Linked DNA regions of Hordeum vulgare: region 1 is linked to region 2. The links are chromatin contacts, called in public HiChIP or PLAC-seq maps. All regions are on one chromosome and are shown on one strand. Each heading gives the region's core, a stretch centred on a gene start, on an enhancer-like site or on the middle of the called end of the contact. The rest is flanking DNA. Distances are from core to core; before and after follow the strand shown.

Region 1 (7,234 bases), core at 4,081-6,580, 280 kb after region 2:
GATCCAAGATGATGACGATGAATCAAATTTTGATCGACGAGCACATCCTCCCTCCGTCCCCACTTGCTTGTCTATTCATTTTTGCGATGAATAATTCAGGACCTGTTTGGTTCCAAATAAGTAACCAACTTATAAGTTGAAAAGAGCAAAAAGTGACTTATTTTACCAAACAAACCCAACTTATAAGTCTCCCCAACTTATAAGTCATAAGTTGCTCCACCCCAACTTAAAACTTATAAGGCCCTGTTTGGAATCATAATAGATTATAATAATCTGGATTATGAAGATAGATTATATAATCTGGTTTATAAAAATAATCTAGGTGGGCATGTTTGGAGGCCAGATTATATAAACTGTAATCCAGGTTTTATATTGTACAATGACATGTATGTCCTTTGTTTTTTAACTGCAAAGGTAATAATATAGATGGGCATGTTTGGAGGACGATGGCGGTGGCAGTAGGTAATTATCTCCAAGTTTTCAAGGGTGATGGGTCATTAGTAATCCATAATCTGATTTTAGCTGGGGTAGAGTAGATTATGAGTTTTTAATAATCTGGCCATCTAGTTTTTATAAACTGCAATATGATCTGTCCTGTTTGGAGACATAATAGATTATAAAAACCAGATTATATAATCTGAGTGTATCCAAACAGGGTCTAAATCATCCACTTTTGCATGAAAATGTGACTTATAAGTCAGATGACAACCAAACAGACGTGACTTATAAGTTACTGGTTTTAAGTCACCGGACTTATTGAAACCAAACAATGCCTCAGAGAGTATTAGACATCACCAATCACCTGTACAAAATCTGAAGCATGTCTGTAGGGGAATAAGCAACGGAATAAATTTGCGCTACAGAACAAACAAGAAGAGGAATACAGAAGAGAAGGCCCTAGAATCAGAATTTGTGCGGCTGCCGGTTTTGCACGTCCATTGCGTACTTGAAGGAACCAGGTGAATAGATTTATCCGCGAACGAGATTGCTCGACTGCAAATACTTCGTCTTTCATACACACAAGCAAACAAGAACGCAGCGAGACTGGATTCCATAATAAACAAATAAAACAGGGCGTACTGTACAGTTGACCGGAGCAAAAACTAAACAGGTGTTTGTGGACGGGATTCATTTCGCGTGACGTTTTTGTTTCACACCGAGAGTCCTCTTCAATTACGTCACATACATTTGTATCTTCTGTGTCGAAATTGGGGTATGGGGAACCAATCAAATGATTGCTACATGATGGGACTATTTCTCAATTGGGACGCCAACATGATCCAGTAAACACAGAAAATTACTCCCTCAATCCTAAAATTAGTGATTCAAAAGTGACTCAACTTTATACTAAAGTTAGTGTAAAGTTGAGTCATTTTTGAGTCTCTTATTTTGGTACGGAGGGAGTAGTATTACCGAGTACTCCCTTCATTTTTTTTACTCCGAGTATTACTTCTTCTGTCTCAAAATAAGTGTTTCAAACTTACTATAATTTTGTATTAGAGCTAGTATAAAGTTGAGAAACTTATTTTGAAACGTAGGAAGTAGATTTTTTGAAGTGTGAAGTCTATATTAAAAAACATCAACATCTACAATAGCTGGTAAACATAATATGAAAATATGATCTATGATGGATCTAATGTCATTGATTTTGTATTGCGAATATTAATATATATTTTTATGTAAACTTGGTTAAACTTTAGCGAGTTTGACTCGAGACAAACCCAATGCGCGGAGCAAACAGAAGGAGGAAGTATATACGCGACTTTGTGTTGCATTTGGACTTAGTAACAATAAACTAGCCAGGTAAAGATCCAAGTTGTGCAGTTTCAAGATCAAAGATGCTAATAAAAGCCTTGTTCTTGGTAGAAACATTTCGTCCCACTGAACCACTCCGCTAACTTTCTAACCAAGAGTACGTTCTCAACAAACATCAATATTTAATTCCCATACCACAAATAAAGCATTTCATATCTTAGTTCACCACTACATCTTGTCCTTTCCATGAAATATATATTCTATGGCACCGGTGGCATATGTTTTATCGAATTGTATTGAGAAATTTTCTAGTAGTTTGATAGACATACATTATATTTTGAATGTGACTATGCAAATTACCGGTGAAACCTACACATTAGTATATACCTAAAGAAAATGTGGCTTGTAATATAAAAAAAAGATGAATAAGATTACCCACGTTGATCATGAGGAGGAGCTAGGATAGGCTTGTTCACGAGGATAATGATTTGTTGTTATAACTACTTTATTCTACAAAAAACATATTGGGTCTAGATACTTGTCATGCAAAATTTCAATTTGAACTTCCTACGCCTTTTGCGGGATACATCTGTAATAAGTCATGAATTCACTATCGAAGAAATCATGTGAGTAATGTTTCAGAAGAAGGGCAAGAAAGTTCTTGCACCAGATGGACTTCCTAGGTATTCTTATCAACCTTGTTGGCATTTTATTGGCAATGATTAGGTATTATTGTTTCATGAGTTTTACTATATAAGATTAGGCTCGGTGAGGTTTCATTATGGATGAGTTACATTAGTAGGTACATGTGTTGGAGTTGATAAAAATCAATAATATGGATCTATATGTTTAACAAATGTATTTTTCAAATTTCCACCAAATGATATTAATAATAGCGTCATTGATGTTATCGATAAACTCATCCTACATGTTCAAACATCATTTGTTGAAGGTAGATTTGATGAATACTACAAGTCACAAGAGTCTTGGGGTGGTAAGAAATACTACCATTTAGTAAATTAGCAATAAGTTATTAGACCTATATATCACGAGAGTCTTGGGGTAGCGTATTTAACTTTGTTGAATGTATGTGTTTTGTGTCGATGGTTGTGGAAGTTTGTAAATGATAGATGGAGATGAAAGGTTGCTCTGTTGGCAAGCCATGTTAAAGTGAAACAATATTTTTAGTTTTGTAAACAAGAAAGGTTGGGAATGGTAAAAGGATCAAATTTTTGGAATATCGCCGGGGAGGGGGGGGGGGCATTGAGTGTAATGTTTGCAAAGATTTATAGTCTATTACTAGAGAGAAAGGCTCGAGTAGTATCAAATTTAGAAGGGTGCTATGGGGAGAGAATGTTGATTCCCGGCTTCACTTATGGGATATGTGAAATGGTATATTTTGTTAGATGGAGATGACTCTTGTAGATGGACTCTCAATACGAACTAAATCTTTTTGTGCATTCTTTATACACGATGCTTAAAGTAGGTCAACTGGAATTGGCCACACAAGAGGCTTTGGTTTGTGAAAATCCTTTTGAAAGAAAAGGTGTTCATCTAGTTGGAAGTGAAAATGGATCGTAACTAAGTATGTTGATTAAGAGATGGTGGAATGCAAGGATAGTAAATATAGATTATTTAATAATTTGGAAACCGTGGATCATTTGTTCTTTGGGTGTGTTGTACGTAGATACATTTCGAGTGTATCTTCTTGTGCTACTTGAATGCAAATGATACCAGAAGCACTGCTGGGATTAGTAGATGAATTATGAAGTTTGATGGTTTCATGAAACAACGTGTTTCTGTGGGTGGGACTTCTGTTATATGGTCTATTTGGAAGGACATAATGAATATTGTTTGTATATGTTTACCTGTTGATCATATTTTTATTATCTACCATATATCACATTGGATGATTGTTGCATTGTTGTGGGAGAGCAAACGAGCAACTAATATGCGCAACAACTCATCTACTATGACCATATGTAGCCTTCAACTAATACGCGACAAAGATTGAAGGCTACATATGCGAATTATTTGAATGAGATCAATATAATCAAGAGAAGTGGCAGCGAGCAGTATTGGTGAAGGCGCAATGACTAATGCCTTCGCTATGTTCTATGGTTTATAAAACACAATCGTTTTCTCTAACTTTTCTTATTTTTCTATATTAATGTTTAGTAGATGTCTCTGCATGTGATAGGTCTCGTACTTTAAAATTCCCTATACCATAGGAAATAAATTTTTGGGAGCTTGAAAATGATATGTGAGAGCTGATTTTGGCAGATCCCTTGGTAGGCTATCCCGGCGTGGTGATTAGATCAGAGGAAAACAAGAGATAGATTTACCCAGGTTCAAACCCTCCTTACGAGGCAAAACTCTACTCCTGCTCGTATGTATTGCGATTGGGATGTAAAAAGTACATGTATGACCGAGAGACTGTATGATCATCTATAAACTAGCTCGACCCTAGCTTTCATAACATACTTGGGTCCCTAGGGTTATACAACATAGTCGGCTGAATCGGTAGAGGGGAGTCCTCCACAACTCTGGTTTCTTGTCTTGTACATCAAAGCTTTTGGAGTCTTCTCCTACAGGGCCCTTGGGCCAGACTGACGACCCAAGACGGAACCGACCTAGGTATGATGCAACATTTCTTGTATAACCTTCCACTGGTAAAATGTTGCGTCATTTTGTTCATTTAATGAAGGTTGAGCTTCCTCTAAGAAAGCAGGAAAAAAAGATCCGTCTCAATGTCCAGAAAAATATAAATATTGTGTGTGCTGGTGTTCAGAGAGAGAGTAGACAATCCCGCGTTGGCAAACACTAAGACGTTCTATTTCTTTATGAATAAATGTGTATAAACATATTTTGACATGTTTGTTCATCCATTTCAATGTGTACGTAGTACATTATAACATTGAAAACATCGTGTGTTTGCGAATGGAGGGTATATATTTGGGGCAGGGTAACGGACGTATAGACGATTCTATTTCGGCATCTAACCATAAAATCTTACTCGAAATGTAGATCTTGCCATAACTAACAAGATTCCATGATCAACGCAACGATAGCAAAGCCGTAAGCCCGAGATCCTCGGGCATTAACCGCCGTCACCAAAGGTTGAAAGCTTTCAACGATACAGCTCAGTCCCAACGTGCCAGCCCGTAAAAGAAGTTTTCACTCAAGTAACAGAACGCTACCTGAACACGAATACTAAAACAAGATTGCGAAAATCTGCAAAAACTACACCCAAGGATTCAAACTGCCTCGAAAACAGACGAACAAATCGATATAGCATCTTGTTACTGCATGCCAACTCTCGATGGAACGTCCGGCTATCATCATTTCCGGAATCCGGAGATTCCAAAACGGCACCAGCCCCTCATCCGTGCCACCACAGAAGATTCACTCCCGGCGGGCCCCGGTCTCCAGCCACGGTAGCCCCATCGTCGCCGCACGATATTCCTGAAACACAATCCCAACCGTCCGATTATCTCGACTGGCCACATCTTTTTCGGTGCCTCGCACACCCGCACGCCCGCCTCCTATAAATCAGACGCCGCCGGTTGGTTGGTTCCCCCCAGCCTGCTCACCACGCCATTCCCGGCCGCGCGCTTCCCGATTCCGATCGCCGGACACCAACCACTTTCCCAAGTAGAGGGGCCGCCGCGGAGATGTCGGCGACGTGCGCGGCGGACCTGGGGCCGCTGCTGGGTGCGGCGGCGGCGAACGCCACGGACTACCTGTGCAACAGGTTCGCCGACACCACGTCGGCGGTGGACTCCACGTACCTGCTCTTCTCGGCCTACCTCGTCTTCGCCATGCAGCTCGGCTTCGCCATGCTCTGCGCGGGCTCCGTCCGGGCCAAGAACACCATGAACATCATGCTCACCAACGTGCTCGACGCCGCCGCCGGCGCGCTCTTCTACTACCTCTTCGGCTTCGCCTTCGCCTTCGGCACCCCGTCCAACGGGTTTATCGGGAAGCACTTCTTCGGCCTCAAGGACATGCCGCAGACCGGCTTCGACTACAGCTTCTTCCTCTTCCAGTGGGCCTTCGCCATCGCCGCCGCCGGCATCACCTCGGGCTCCATCGCCGAGAGGACGCAGTTCGTCGCCTACCTCATCTACTCGGCCTTCCTCACCGGGTTCGTCTACCCGGTCGTGTCCCACTGGATCTGGTCCGTGGACGGCTGGGCCTCGGCGGCCCGCACGTCCGGCCCGCTGCTCTTCAAGTCCGGGGTGATCGACTTCGCCGGCTCCGGCGTCGTGCACATGGTGGGCGGCATCGCCGGCTTCTGGGGCGCGCTCATCGAGGGCCCCCGCATCGGCCGGTTCGACCACGCCGGCCGCTCGGTGGCGCTCAAGGGCCACAGCGCGTCGCTCGTGGTGCTGGGGACCTTCCTGCTCTGGTTCGGATGGTACGGGTTCAACCCGGGGTCCTTCGTCACCATCCTCAAGTCGTACGGGCCGCCGGGGAGCATCCACGGGCAGTGGTCGGGCGTGGGCCGCACCGCCGTGACGACGACGCTGGCGGGCAGCGTGGCGGCGCTGACGACGCTGTTCGGGAAGCGGCTGCAGACGGGGCACTGGAACGTGGTGGACGTCTGCAACGGCCTGCTCGGCGGGTTCGCGGCCATCACCGCCGGCTGCAGCGTGGTCGACCCGTGGGCCGCCGTCATCTGCGGCTTCGTGTCCGCCTGGGTGCTCATCGGGCTCAACGCGCTCGCCGCCCGCCTCAAGTACGACGACCCGCTGGAGGCCGCGCAGCTCCACGGCGGATGCGGCGCCTGGGGGATCATCTTCACGGCGCTCTTCGCCAAGCGGCAGTACGTGGAGGAGATCTACGGCCCCGGCAGGCCGTACGGGCTGTTCCTGGGCGGCGGCGGGCGGCTGCTGGCGGCGCACATCGTGCAGATCCTCGTCATCGCCGGGTTCGTCAGCTGCACCATGGGACCGCTCTTCTTCGCGCTCAAGAAGCTGGGCCTGCTCCGCATCTCGGCCGAGGACGAGATGGCCGGCATGGACCTGACCAGGCACGGCGGGTTCGCCTACGTCTACCACGACGACGACGAGCACGACAAGTCGGTGGGCGGCTTCATGCTCAGGTCGGCGCAGACCCGCGTCGAGCCGGCGGCGGCGGCCAACAGCCAGGTCTAACCAATCATGCATGCCGGCAAGAAATCCAGTGGAAATTCGTTCGCCTTTCAGTTCTCGCGCGCGCGTCATGTCGTGATCCGATCGATATTTTCCGGTGCTGTTTGGGCCAATGCTTTGCCGCTCTTGTGTTTCCTTCACAAGATTGTAAAATTACACTAGGACGAGGTTAAATTTTTCTTCCCTTTTTTGTGTACATGCGTGCGTTTAGAGATGTGTGGTGTGCGGATGGGATCTGCAGGGCCGGGGGTTTTCTTCCTTGGTGATGATAATGATGTCATTTTTGTGGTGGAATTTTGTGATCGTAAGGGTGTGGTCAAGAT
Region 2 (7,390 bases), core at 2,280-4,779:
AATCTCTAAAAGGTCTTATATTTAGGAACGGATGGAGTACAAGTCTAATATGTATAACTTACTACACATACTCTCGTAGTTACATGAATGTTAGTGCTTCTTTGAGTGGGGGAATCTTCTAGGAATTTTGGAGGATTTCAATCCATAGGAACCTCATATGGATTGCATCCATAAGCCCCAATTTCATAGGATTTCGAGCAAAAGGATATATCTGGTTAAAATTCTCCTTTGTACCTTGCATACACCTTCTCTCAAGTCTCAATATTCTCACAAGATGCCTATGGAACATTCAAAGAGTATGTTGCAAATTCCTATGCTTCGACTTCCAATAGGATTCAAGAAGTGGTGACACTATAATCCTATGTTTTTCCTATACTTGTCATTTGAGAATCATGCGATCCAACGAGGGACATTTCTTTATTATGTACTCCCTCGGTCCCAAAATAAGTGTCTCAACTTTAGTACAAAGTTGAGAGACTTATGTTGGGACGGAGGGAGTATATGTTATGTGTGTATTGTTGGAGATACATGCAAGAGTCAATCATAATGATGATTATAATTTTGTGAGTTCATGATTCAATGCACAACATGTTCCTTGAAAAATATCAGTAAGACGGATAGTCATTCTACCGTATGGATGTCATAAACATGACTAGGTATATGCAGGCCCTAGGGCCCATGGAGCTCACCAACCTAGTTCGGATATGTTCCTAGTTCCTAGAAGGAAGCCTTGTGGGTACTTGGAAAGAGACCACGAGTCCTACTCGTGAATGGTCTAGAATCCTACTTGTGCATAGAGGGGGATGCCTACTAGAAGGAGATGAGGCCACCCGCCACACTATAGGTATATAAAGGAGGCGAAGACCGCGAAAGAGGGGCAACTTGATCATTTCCACAAGAGACGGAACCCTAGAGATCTAGAGTGCATTATCTAGTTCGTCTGTAGTAGTCATCCGGTTGCATATCAACTCGACAAATTCCCTCATTGTGACAACAATTGTACTCCCATCTCGAGATATAATCCAAGCAAAGCAAGAGTAGGGCCATTAACCGTCTCGAGAGGGGTTTAACATAGGCAAATCGTTGTCTAGTGATCCCAGGTGGCCCGACCGTAACTCCACGGCCAAACAAATCATGTACAAACATTGTATTGTTGTGAGGCATCAACATAATTATCCTTGAAAAGTATGGATGACAAGTATTTGACTTGTTTGTGTTATCTTAATAATCATAGTTGAATGTGATCCTTAGTTGGTAAACATACAAGGACACATATGGCGACCAACATATGTATTGGTTAATGACCAAATATATGGAGATATTAAACCAATAACATAGACATGTTATTTTCATTTAGTTCTCCATTTATTAGAAACATAACCAACAAGCATGAATTCTCCCATCAGCATGCACCAAACAATTTAAGCTCCAATAGTATTTTATTAACAACTGTGGCATGTGGATGTAGTTTTATTGAGACGAGTTCAAGTGCAAAGAAAATTCAATGATGCAATGCTACCATTGGGTGGCCAAGAAATGACAACCTAATTATTCCATCATATGAAGATAGTCTGTGCATTGCAAATTGTATTGCAGGAAGAAGATCTTGACACTACCTTCATAATTTGTGCATATGGGTGCCGCTTATGCGCTTGTGCATGATGGCATTCATCGAATATCAGAAGTGCAATTGAGTCCATCTTGATGAAACAATGCCGCAAACTATGCAACAAAATCTGGGGAGTCATTACAAGAACCTGCAGTGGCATAGGAAGTGATACAAATTAGGTGCAAAACTATGCAAAGAGTAGAACAGAACTCTTATCATATTTTGGCAAAAACGGATGCACAGATTATTAGACTGATGGGTCTATTGTTTATATGTACGCAGAATTAGACCACTAATTCAGAAGAAATTACAAGGGTGTGTTCAATAATCTCTGGGTAGAAGTTTGCTAAGAAGTACTCAGGCGTCATAACCTAATTTATGATAATGCAAATAGCTCCCTACAACATTTTCCAAGCTGGAAAATCATTGTGATTGACCTGCAAGGAGAATGTCGAGCAAACCTTACCTCAGATTCCCCCATCTCTGTCTCCCAGTCCCCGTGATCTCTTGGGTTTTTACCATCACCGTAGTAACTTTGAACTCTGAAATTGGTGGAATTAGCAATCACCGTTGCTTGCTGTAAAAAAGTAGAGCAGTTTTGTTTTCAGAGAAGAAGAGCAATTAATAAACATGTACAGTTGTGCTCAGTCATAACCTAGAGAGAAATTATGCAGTCGCGTGCCCAATTACACAACTTATCCTAAAAATGTGATGTGTGCAAAGTTGGACAGTAATCTACCTGGAGAACAAGGGGGACTGTTGGGGCTAGGAAGATGCAGACATCACGTCTGGGTTTGCGGATGAGATGGCCAAGTTCGTAAATGAGCAGCACGGCTATATGGGTCTTCCCGCATCCAGTGCCTAGGTACACTATGATGTTCTCCCCGAGAGCCCTCTTGCAGAGATCCAACTGATACCTAAAGCACAAGATATAATGTTGTTACCGAAAATCTGTATAATGAAACAGAGTAAGATATAATGTTGTTATCCGACTTGGGTATAGTTTAATGACACAGTGTAATCATTGATCAACAAAAGCTTTGTAACACACCACCAATTGTTCATCTCATGATACTTGACAAATAAAGGCGAGTAGCAGAAACTACAGCACTGGAGATTCTATCAAAGAAAAGGATGGCCTTCCTTGCCAGACTAAAGATGTGGGGTACTACAGAGACACCAGGAATTCTCGGTCAATTATTAGTCCATTTATTCATCGGCATTTTCTTTTAACAGGCGCCCTGCATTGTCAAGGTGTAACTGCGACAGGTTTGATGTGCCCCATCTACCGCTACCACAGAAACTGAAGAGCGACACGTGGGAAGGATAGCAGAGCTTCCCCAAAGCAAGTCTCCGAGAGGATCGAATCGTAGAGATTAAGAACGGGGATGGCTTTGCGAACAACTAATTCACGGAGCATTAAACTGTGCAATAGATCACGATTGAACCGGAAACACTTTAGAATTAAACACAGCTGATGGGTCATCTAATCAGATAAATCAACACCAAGTGACTAGAGAGCATGAACTGCTAAAATCTAACATTATATATAATCACAGGGGTGACTGACTGACTCTGGTTCCGCTTCGAAGCCCCGCTGCATGGCCCCAAAACAAATCCGCAACAAACGAGACACCGCGGAATCGCAGAAAATGGGGAGGGGAGGGGAGGACGAGGAGGGCGCGGTCGGTCAGGGGCAGGGCGCTTACTTGCGCGCGATCGTCCTCGGGTCCTTGGGCACGGGGTCCTCCCCCGCGCCCGCCGCCGCGGTGGAGACGTCGCCCATGGCGGAAGCTTCGCGCGGAAGCAAGGCTCCGTCTCTCCGCGTCTCGCCGCGGGGCGCAACTGCTGGGCGCCGCGGAGGAGGCTGCAAAGCGAGGGGAGAAGGACTGGTGTGAGAGGACGAGGGGTCCGTCAGCTAGACGGGGACGCGTAAAGCGCACATGGTGATGAAGGGGAGGGTAGGGAACGGGGGCCGAGCGGGTCGTGTCGAGTCGAAAGTGGAAAGGGTTTCTGGCGGAGCACGGGAGGGCGCAGCGGACGCGTGGGTCCGTCCGCGCCCGCTGACGGCTGGGGCCACAGGCACGACGGGACGCAGGCAGGACGGAGACGGGACTGTCATTGGGGCTCTCTCCTCGTCCTCGCAGGGCGTACGTGCGTGCACTGCAATAGATGCGGTGCAGGCGGTACAGCACGAGACGACGCACGCAGTCGGGATCTAGCCCGTGGGCCGTGCGGGTGCGAGGAGTCGTCCGGGCCCAGGTGACCAGTGTCATGCGTGCGAGAAACTCGGGGAGGCCGGTACAAGTCCAGCGCCTCGATGTCGCTGGCTTGAATGCGAGTAAAAAAAAAACAAATTAAGGAAGCTTGAATGCGAGTAGATGGTTCCGATGCTCCGTACAGGGCGACCGCTCCAGCAATTTACTCCTCCCTCTACCAGAGGAGGTGTCAAACATAACTCAAATGCTAATCCAGATGCTAAAGAGCACATATGTACTCCTCGGTTTCTAAATTCTTATCTTAAGTTTGTTTAAAAATAAATGTATCTAAATACTATAACATGACTAGATACATTCATATCGAAACAAATCTAAGATAAGAATTTTGAAACGAAGAAAGTATAAGAGGTGTTTCTTTAGAGGAATTTTTTTTGCTGTAGGGACTAAAAAAATCCCTTTTAGTCCATGTGAAAGAAACATGAGGGACTTTTAGGGACTAAAAGGTGATATTTGGAACTAAAGGAAGAAGTCCATATGAGAGGGTCTTTTTGGGACTTTTTGACACTTTTTCCAATAGTGTCCCTACTTTTAGCATGTTATTTAATAACTTCTATTAGTATATTACTAGGGTTAACATGGTCTTTCTGCATGTCATTTAATGACCTCTAGTTCATGTTTAGTCCCTGAAAAGAAACGGGTAGGGACTAGGAACTTTCTAGTTGAAACTAAAAAAAGTCCTAGAACTTTTTAAAGAAACAGGGCCTAAGTCTTTTTAGAGTTTTCACTCTGAAGCTACATACGAATGTATATAGACATACATTAGAGCAACTCCAATGGTGCGACCCATTTCGTTCGCCACTGTCCGTTTGGGTCGGTGCACACACAAAAGGCGGCCCAACGCGCCGACCCAACCGGACGCTTGTCCGTTTTTCGTCCACGGGCGACCCATTCCCGGACCATTTTTGAGCCGGATTTGCGTCGACGCGGACACGCGACGGACGCGCGCACGCTCGCCTTCTCCTCCCCCCGGGCCCGCTGGTCGGTGGCACATTGGCCTCCCCCCATCCAACAACAACCCTCGCCCGCCTCCTTCGTCGTCGTTGCCGCCGCCAATTTTTGCCAGCGACTCTGCCAGCTGCCCACCCTCAGCAACGCTGCCCACATCCGCCCACTCTCAATAACGCCGCCATCTTGCCGCCGGGGAGCCGACTGCTTCCCACCCCCACGCCCCCGACCAAGAAGTTGCCTCGCCGCCCGGCCAGATCCTCACCGGCGCGGCCCTCTCGTCGGACACCGGCATGGCAACTAGCTGGTCCGTGCGTGTCGCGACTCCCTTCGTCGATCGTCTTCTTCGTCGGCGCCCGCAAGTTGTTCGACAGTTTGCCAAGGTACAGAAAAATGGACAATGTCGACGAGTTTTTTTTTCACAATTTCCTTTGCGACTCCGACGATTCTCGTCCGATGACGAGGAGGAGATGTTGGCTCCCGTGTTGGTCCATCACCACCTCAACAGCCAACGGCCATTGTTCCGTGGCTCCATTCCGGACCACCTTCCGGCATTGAATCGCAACCGAGAGAGCGGGCATTTCCTTCTTTGGAAGGACTATTTTGATACAGCAAAGCCGTTGTTCAAACATCAACAATTCCGTCGCCGTTTCCGTATGAGTAGGCATGTTTTCAACCGTATTAGAGAGGGAGTGGTCGGCTATGATGACTATTTCGAGTGCAAAGCGGATGTCGTTGGCAAGATAGGTTTTTCCTCTTATCAGAAATACGCTGCTGCCATCTGAATGCTTGCATACGGAGTACCCGGTGATCTCATTGACGAGTACGTTCGTATGAGAGAGTCTACTTGCCTAGAGTCCCTGTATAAGTTCTGCAATGCTGTTATTGCTGTGTTTGGCCCTGAGTACTTGAGATAGCCGACTGCTGATGATACAGCCCGTTTGTTGGCGATGAATGCTAGCAGGGGCTTCCCAGGGATGATTGGTAGCATAGACTGCATGCACTGTGAGTGGAAGAACTGCCCTTCTGCTTGGCAAGGGCAGTATAAGGGCCATGTCAAGGCTTGCACTGTCATACTAGAGGTCGTTGCGTCTGAAGATCTTTGGATCTGACACTCTTTCTTTGGCATGGCCGGATCACGCAATGATATCAACGTGCTTCAGCGCTCGCCGGTGTTTTCTAGGCTTGTCGAAGGCAACAACCCACCGGTGAACTTTATTGTCAACAGCCACAATTACGACAAAAGATACCACGTGGGTGACGGTATCTATCCTCAGCGGACCACTATTGTCAAGACAATACCCGACCCTGTCGGAGAGAAGAGGAAAAGATTTTCCCAAGAGCAAGAGGGTGCTAGGAAGGATGTCGAGCGTTCCTTTGGTGTTTTGCAATCTCGATGGGGCATCGTTCGGTATCCTGCTAATACCTGGAGCACGCAGAAACTATGGGAGGTGATGACTGATTGTGTGATCATGCATAATATGATCGTAGAAGACGAGCGCCCGGAACGTATGTACGATCAAGGGTTTCAGTTTCAGGGTGAGAATGTTGTGCCTGAGCATGGAGGAGCGGCAACGTTTGAACAGTTCACCCAATTTCATCAAGACATGCGTGATTGGGAAACTCACGTGTAACTGCAAAATGATTTGGTTGAGCATATGTGGGCTCATGTCGGCATATCTTCTTTTTATTCGTTAGCAAAACTATGAGCGAACTGTGTGAGACATTTTTATTTTTGTTCGGCTGGTAAACTATGCTATTTTCAGTCCAAACTATGTTATTTGATTCAAACTATGAAAATTATGCAAAATAGGGTGGCCAGCCGGCCATGTCGGCACATATGGGTCGGCGCGTTGGGCGCGCTGCCGAACCATATCTAAAACAAGGCGAACGCCGGACGGGCGACCGACCCAAACAGACAAAAAACGGACGAAATCGATGTCCGTTTGGGTCGGCCCGTTGGAATTGCTCTTAGAGTATAGATTCATTAATTTTGCTTTGTAAGTAGTCCTTAGTGAAATCTCTAAAAAGACTTATATGTAGGAACGGAGGGAGTATAAGTCTTTTTAAAGTTTTCACTAGGGTCTACATATGAAATAAAATGGGTGAATCTACACTATAAAGTATGTCTACATATATCCGTATGTAGTCCTCTAGTGAAATCTCTAAAAAGACTTAAATACATCTGTATGTAGTCCTCTAGTGAAACCTTTTCACTAGATGACTACATGCGAATATATGTAGACACACTTTATAGTGTAGATTCGTCCATTTTATTTCGTATGTAGACTTCTAATAAAATATGTAAAAAGACTTATATTTAGGAACGAAGAATATGTATGCATGCATGCATGTATGTACATGTATGGAAATAATGTGCAGATGCGTGCACGACATGCGGACCGACGAAAGCCGTTTGCTGGACTTTTCGAGCTGATCTACGTTGTCGCGCAAGGAGTATAATATAAGAGCATTTTTTTACATTATACTACGTGTGTATGCTACTCCCTCCGTCCGAAAATACTTGTCTTAGAAATAGATGTATCTAGACTTATTT

The links. HiChIP or PLAC-seq counts read pairs in DNA pulled down with a chosen protein or histone mark.
Region 1: a contact with region 2 is called in an H3K4me3 HiChIP or PLAC-seq map of embryo, with 4 times the contacts expected there. The contact joins the promoter of LOC123427217 here to the promoter of LOC123427216 in region 2. A contact is called at or near these places in 1 of 6 Hi-C or Micro-C datasets (leaf) and 1 of 1 datasets of contacts at active chromatin or transcription factors (embryo).

The regions. Positions count from the first base shown.
Region 1 is chr2H:555,117,288-555,124,521 of MorexV3_pseudomolecules_assembly, forward strand. LOC123427217 (ammonium transporter 1 member 1) reads left to right here and starts at 5,331. Exons shown (of 1, transcript XM_045111213.1): 1 at 5,331-7,234. The coding sequence starts at 5,430. The coding sequence ends at 6,914.
Region 2 is chr2H:554,834,216-554,841,605 of MorexV3_pseudomolecules_assembly, forward strand. LOC123427216 (endoribonuclease Dicer homolog 4) reads right to left here and starts at 3,530. Exons shown (of 25, transcript XM_045111211.1): 1 at 3,319-3,530; 2 at 2,349-2,526; 3 at 2,076-2,186; 4 at 1,617-1,757. The coding sequence starts at 3,395.